2 separate regions of the Mus musculus genome follow, and region 1 is linked to region 2. A link is a contact called in public Hi-C data. All regions are on one chromosome and are shown on one strand. The core of a region is the stretch at or near the end of the contact, and the rest is flanking DNA. Distances in the headings are between cores, read along the strand shown. Region 1 holds the start of Foxa3 (forkhead box A3). Region 2 holds the start of Ube2m (ubiquitin-conjugating enzyme E2M).

Region 1 (3,102 bases), core at 573-3,072, 6.0 Mb after region 2:
TTGTCCATTCTTAGTTCCAGATGAATGTACCCCACCCACACTGTTCTCAAGAGGGAGGTGGGCTCTCCTGTGCTGTGCAGGTGCTGTTGGTGCCCTGCGGAAAGAAGTCAGGGGCACCTTCAGACTTTAGCTCCAAACCTTTCCATTAGTTCGTTTTGTGGATACTTCCAAATGACATGTAAGCTGGCCCTCACCTAACTCTCCTTCCCCCAAAGTCTCATTCTGTAGATTAAGCTTGCTATGTAGTCGACCTTAGAACTTCTCATCCTCCTGCCTCAGCTTTCCAAATGCTAGGTTTACAGGCATGCATATCCACAACTGGTCTGTCAATTTCCGTCAGCCTCTACATACACTGTCTCCTCAACTGAGGGCTGGGGAGCATTCACACAGTACTCCCAAATTTTAGTTTTTCTTCTCTAGAACCCTCAACTAACTTCTTCAGATGTGTCCCCAGAAGGACAGACTTGTAGTTGGCTCTCTTAAATCCAATGCTCAAACTCCCAATGACCTGAGATACCACCCTGGCTTCTGCCTTCCTACAAAGTCACCAACACCTCCAGCCCCCTCCCTTTCTACTTCTGCACACTCCCAATTCCTTCCCGGTCAGCTCTGCCCCACCTCACACCTCACCAGACCTAGGACAGGCCCCTCCCGGGCACCTCGCCAACTCCAAGACCAGCTACCCCTAGGGATCCAGGAGTCCAATTCCACAACTTGGAAATACAGACCCTAGCCACCTCCCTCAGCCGCTGAAGCTTGACTTGTTCGAGAGCCCCCCCCCCCCACCTTAAGCCGTCTATGTCAGGAGCTCATGGGTCCAGAACCTCGGCCCTTCTCCCCACCATCACAATATGGACTACAGGGTGCAGAAGCACTCGGACAAACGGGAGTTAGACGTGAAGAGGGACTTTCTGTTTGTTGGGGTGAAGGAATTAATGTAAGTCTAGCAATGCCTAGATGGTGTACATTCTGGAGAGCCCCTGCTGAGGGTCGGGGTAAGGATGGCTGACTCCTGCCACACAGATGTGGATCCTCTTGTCTTTTGATCTTCCAAGGCTGACGTCATCTGAGGACTAGTCTACCTAAGCCACCTGTTACATTAGATTCCTCAGAAGGACCCCCGACCACCCTATTTGTGCCCCTACCTTAGCTCCTCAGCTGATCTTTATCCCGGAACCTCAATTCTGACCCCCGACTGCCCGAAGTCCCCCAACCCCCGTCTTCAACCCTGAATTCCGGCACAAACTTTTCCTTACTGCGGACTACCAATGCCTCTTAGTCTCTGTATTTCTCCTCTCTACTACAGAACTCATTTCTCGAGGTCCTCCAGCTCTATCGCTCTACCCTAGAGCTCCGGTTCCCACCTCCAATTTGTTCATTCGACTCAGGGGCTCGACACCTTTCAAGTATAACTTCGAGGTTTCATTGCTAACATTTTCTTCCGTTGGAAGCAAGCCTTCGCATGGATCTGCAGTCTAAATCGTTCTCCCAAACCTTGTCCCCCGACTCCCACACCTAGAATCTGTGTCCTCAGGTCTGTTGCTCCCACCTGGGCCCACACCACAGCGCCTGCTTGCATTTAAGCCCCACACCTGCCCCCCATTTCCCGCTCCGCCATCCCCGAGGACACACCTCGCCCGCCTCCGGGTAGTAGCTCCACTCGGCCAGGTCATGAGCCTCCATCTTCACTGAGCCCAGCATCCCCGGGGCCTGCGCCCCCACACACCCAGGCTGAGGCCCCCCTGGGGGAACCGAGTGCTTCGGTCTCTCTACAGGCACTAGCCCCGAGTTCCGACCTGAGGCACACAGCCCGGGAGTCCCGCTGGCCCAGGCGCCTTGGGAGGCAGCCACTTTTTATAGCCGGGACACCCCCTCCCGGGCCCGCCCCGGGCTCCCCGCCCGCCTCCCCGAGCGCGGCGCCCTCGGATTGGGGCGCCCCCTGCGGGATCTCAAGAAGAGAGACCTCAGGCACTGGGAGCCTCGGTCCTGGCACCTGGAAGCTTGCGATGGATGAAGAGTCGGGGACTACAAGGCGTGGGGTAGAGAGCCACACCCTGCTGATCCCAAAAGCCCTAGAGCAACAGAGCGGGAGCCGGGGAATCTTTCTGCCTCTAAGTGTTTCATCATCTCCAGCTAAAGGAGGGAAACTCTAGAACCCCGCATGTCTTCCACGAAAGAAAGGAGGTTGACAGAGCTCAGGACTCCACAAGTCCCTATACAACACCGTTTAAGTAGCCCGCAGAGATTCCTGAAACCACATTCCCATTGGACAGACAGGAAGACTGAGGCTTTTGACGTCTGCGAATGTTGCAGGCTCCGTACAGAGTCAGGGTCGGCGGTGGAAAGGCTCAGGGCTTCTGCTCAGACCCCATTAAGGCACCAGATCTCCTCTAAGACCCAGAAACTCCACTCACAGCACTCTCCACTCAACGTTAGCCAGCCGTCTAGGGAGAGGGACTCCGGACCGCTGGGAACTCCATTTCCCAGAAGCCTTCGTTCCCATTTCCGTCCGGCGCCTGCGCAGCGCGGACTACATTTCCCAGAAGGCATGGCGCTCGAAGGCCGGAAATGGCGGCCGCTCCGGTGGACGCCCGGGGAGGGCGGGCGGCTGCCGACGCGGCACGCCTTAGGGGCGGGGACCGGCCGCGGTGCCGGACTCCATTTCCCGGCGGCCCTACTAGTGCAGCGCCTGCGCCGTGTCACGGCGGCGGGCGGAAGATGGCGGCGGCGGCAGCGTCTGCGGAGAGGCGCTGCTGAGGGGGCGCGAGGGGGACAGAGGCCGGAGTCGCGGTGAGCGGGTGGCGGCGTGAGGTCCTGGGGTGGGGGGAGGGGGGGCGCTGACAAGGCCGGGGCGCGAGCGATGGGGAGGGCCTCGGCGAGGGCCGGGAGCAGCGGGGTCGCGGGCCCCCGCTTCTTCCCACACTGCTCGGGACCCATCCTTGCCTTCTTTGGCTTCCCGGTCCCCCGGGGCCAAAGTTCCACCGTGGCCGCGCAGACCTCCTGGGCCACCAGCCTGGCCCTGGCTCGTCCCCCGCTCCGCACACTGCTGCACCGGGCCCTTCACTTCCCCAGACTGGCCGTGTGCGAAGCTTCCCACCTCCG
Region 2 (3,434 bases), core at 884-3,383:
GAAGAGATACTGCAGGCCATAAATTATGGAGTTTATCGTAAGGACTGGCTTCCAGTCCTCTCTGTGGGCAGAGAGCATCAAGGTTATCAGGGGCTGGTGAGTGGGAGGCTGCTACAGGCCCTGCTAATACTGAACAGGTTAGGCCCATAGAAGGCCTTTTAACATTGAAGTGTGAGATCTAAGAGTGAAGATACGGGACAGGGCAGGACACAGAGAAAGCCAAGGTCAGGTCATTAGAAAAACAACTAAGACAGAAACAGATTGACCATAAAGGGGAGGGAAGGACAGAGATAGATGCAGTGTCCACAGAAGGCTGAGGATACCTGGAAGGCAGGTCTTGGGAGGGAAAGGAAGGCAGTGCCCTCACCTGAGGATGTTGAGGCAGACGTTGCCCTCGAGGTCAATGTTGGGATGATAAACCATTGTTTCACACTTCACCTTGGGAGGGTCATGTGGGTAACCCTGTCCCACCTGGCTCCAGAAAAAGAGAAAGGAGATGGGAAGGTGTAAAAAGAGAAAGGAGATGGGAAGGTGTTTTGGTTGTACCCAGTCTTCTCCACAGAGCTACCTTTGTACACTTGAGACTCACCTTAAAGCTGAATACAAACTTGCCACTTTTGTAGAAGCCCTGGAAGAGGAAGGGGGAGAGTGAATGAAGACCCTACTCTTATGGGGCCACCCCTGGTCTGTTCTTGGGAATCCTGCCCTGTTTTACTCTTACTTCATCAGGACAGATCACCAGCTTGAAGTTGAGGAGGTCGTCTGGGTCTGAGAAGCTGATGTCACACGTCTTGGGCAGGTTCAGCTCGTTAATGTCTAGGTTTGGACAGCATGGAAAGGGAGAGAAACAGGTAAAAGAAAGGAGGTCTGGGCATGTGTCAGCAGAACCCATAAGTTCGCTTTCTAGACCTGAAGAGCTTTGTGTGGTGTACTTTAACTCAGTCTGTACTACTCCATATTCTTTCCACTTTCCAGTCTCTACGTGGACTCTTCTGGATACACAGTATCCCATATACAAGCATCTTCAAGTATAACTGCCCATCTCTTGGGAAAACCCTTACCCAGCTAAGTCCTCCACAAGTTCCCACAACATAGTCCCCAAGAACCTCTACTCCCATAACCCTTGCTTCCAAGAACCCTGAGCACCTTAAACCTGAGGTTTTCTATCTCTAGTCATTATCTCCACTCACTACTGTTTATCTGTCCACCGCAATTCAAGGACCATGACACCGGCCCCCCAACACTAAGTCACCCCTTCTCATCAACCACCCACCTCCACTGTCCTTCCTCGTCTCCATCTTATTACAAGCCCAAGATCCCATCTCATCCTTGAGATTTCCTGTATGGTAGCTTAAATTGACCCACACTCACATTTTTTAGTTCCTGTAACCTTCTTTTCTCCCTCCTCTTCACCTCAAACTCAAAATTGCTCTGCCTGACCCTCTGGACCTGAGTCTTGGGCCACGAGTCCCCAGTTTAAAACACTAAACCGTCTCCCACTTATTCCCAATTCGTAACCTTCACAATCTTCACGACACGGCACCCCAGAGCAAAGTTCTCGTCTGACTCTCAAAACTATACCCCTCCCCTAACAGATTCCGCGTCCCTAACACTCCAGGCCCGAGTATCCCAACGCCCCAATCTATGACCCTCCCTAGTGACCGCACCCCCAGTCCCGCATCACAACCCTCGAAACCTGACCACCAATACCAAATATCAGGGGCCGCATTTTCTCGCCACGGTCCCTGACCTCGAACGCAGGGTCCCGACCCCTACCCTTCTGAATCCGGAGCTGCGCCGCCGACGCCTTCTTGCTGCTGCCCTTGGTGCCGCCGGCCGACTCCTCCTCCTTCTTCTGCTGCTTCAGCGAGAACAGCTTGATCATCCTGCCGCCGCCGCCGCAGCCCGCCGCCGCGGGGGCCCGGGACCCCGGCCACCCGGCCCCCCGCCGCCGCCTGCGCCGCTTCCGCTCCTCGGACCCGCTACCGCGGCCTCCTCCGCTGCCGCTCGCCCGGCCTGCCGCGCTGCTCCGCGCCCACCGCACGGCCCGCCTCGGCTCCCGTAGTCCGGCTCTGGCCTGGCTAAGCACCTCGGGTGTGTTCGGAGGTGCTCGGGAGGACTCGGCGATCCTCGGCCCCGCCCCTGCTACGGTCCCCGCGCCCTCCTCCCCCTCTTCCGCTTGGGTCTGGTGAGGCCCCGCTGCGGCTGCGGACGCCGGCCTTTACAGGTCCGCCGCTCTCCCGCCTACTTGCTCCCTCTGCTAGGAGGCTGCGGTGAGGTGGAAGGAGGAGGCGGTAGCCGCGCTTGCGGCGGCAGGGTACCGCAGGGTACCGGTGGAGGCTCAGCTTCCGCGGCAGGCGCGGCTTCGATGCGGAGGTCGGCAACGGCCTCGGGCGCCCCGCCGCTTCGGCACTTTCCGTCGCCTGCCCACTTCGGTTTTTCCTGCCTCAGCTGTGCTCTGCGCCTGCGCAACCCTTGCAGCCCCCTGGTTCCTCCTCATTGTAGTTTGAGGTTCGGTCTTTTTCGGTTAAGCTCGGGTATTTCCGTTTGTGGAGGTGACTATTCGGCGGTCTAGCGGGTACTTCCTGGGACGCGCACCCAGTAGAGTAGGAAGCAGTGCTTGCGACCATTTTTGAGCGAGGCGGGTAGTGAGTGGCCGTTTGGCTCTCGGTGGTTCCATTCAATCTTACACTTACGCGGAGCGCAGCGGAACCGGGCTAGACTGGATCTTTGCTCTCTGAGGATTCAGCAAACGCAGGGCCTGGACGTTTTAAGGGACGTTGTCGAAGGGTGCAGAAGCAGGCTCCCCTAATCCCACCGCAATCCCAGATTCGGATTGATGTAAACTAGTTTAAATTTCGAATTGCTCTGGAGGCTTGAGGCATCAAGTTGGCTTGAGCCCAGGCGCTCAGGGATACCCTAGGCAACACATCGAGACTCTTGTTCCTTAAAATAGATTTCTATTGTGCAACAGGCTGTGAGCAACTGTGTAGTTCTAGGGTCCAAGGTGGACGTGGGTATAGGACTCATAACTGCGGCTTAGAGAACAGCAGAAGTGGCATTGGCTCTCTCGAGTGGCATTGTGCCTCTCGATTGGCTTATGTTGAGTGAGCTTAGGGTGCTTGGGAGGCAGAAGGAAATAGCTCAGGATGGGTCAGTGACTTCAGGCTGTCATCTAGGAATCCAGCCGAAGCCAGAGTCTAAATGCTTCTTGTTGCTTGTCTGGTCACAGCTTGAAAAACATGGCCAGAACAGGTTCGGACTCTGTTCTGCTCTTTGCCATCTGACAGCATTTGTGCCACCCAGCATGACCCGCGGTTCTACATTCCAGACTTAGCCAGCAGCACCCTCCTCCTCCTGACTTTTTAAGGCTAGCTCATTCTGAGACTCAGACAAATCACTCTAGAACTGTTCATTACTGTCTTGTCAGTTAC

Evidence for each region. Hi-C and Micro-C count contacts between places; a contact is called where the count stands out from the background.
Region 1: a contact with region 2 is called in a Hi-C map of B cells, with 5 read pairs. The contact joins the promoter of Foxa3 here to the promoter of Ube2m in region 2. A contact is called at or near these places in 1 of 39 promoter capture datasets (cranial neural crest) and 1 of 484 Hi-C or Micro-C datasets (B cells).

What each region holds. Positions count from the first base shown.
Region 1 is chr7:19,021,717-19,024,818 of GRCm38.p6, forward strand. It overlaps Foxa3 (forkhead box A3), which reads right to left and starts at 1,823. Exons shown (of 2, transcript NM_008260.2): 1 at 1,633-1,823. The coding sequence starts at 1,701. Sympk (symplekin) reads left to right here and starts at 2,661. Exons shown (of 27, transcript NM_026605.2): 1 at 2,661-2,790.
Region 2 is chr7:13,035,845-13,039,278 of GRCm38.p6, forward strand. Ube2m (ubiquitin-conjugating enzyme E2M) reads right to left here and starts at 2,134. Exons shown (of 6, transcript NM_145578.3): 1 at 1,777-2,134; 2 at 722-816; 3 at 590-628; 4 at 368-471; 5 at 1-61. The coding sequence starts at 1,885.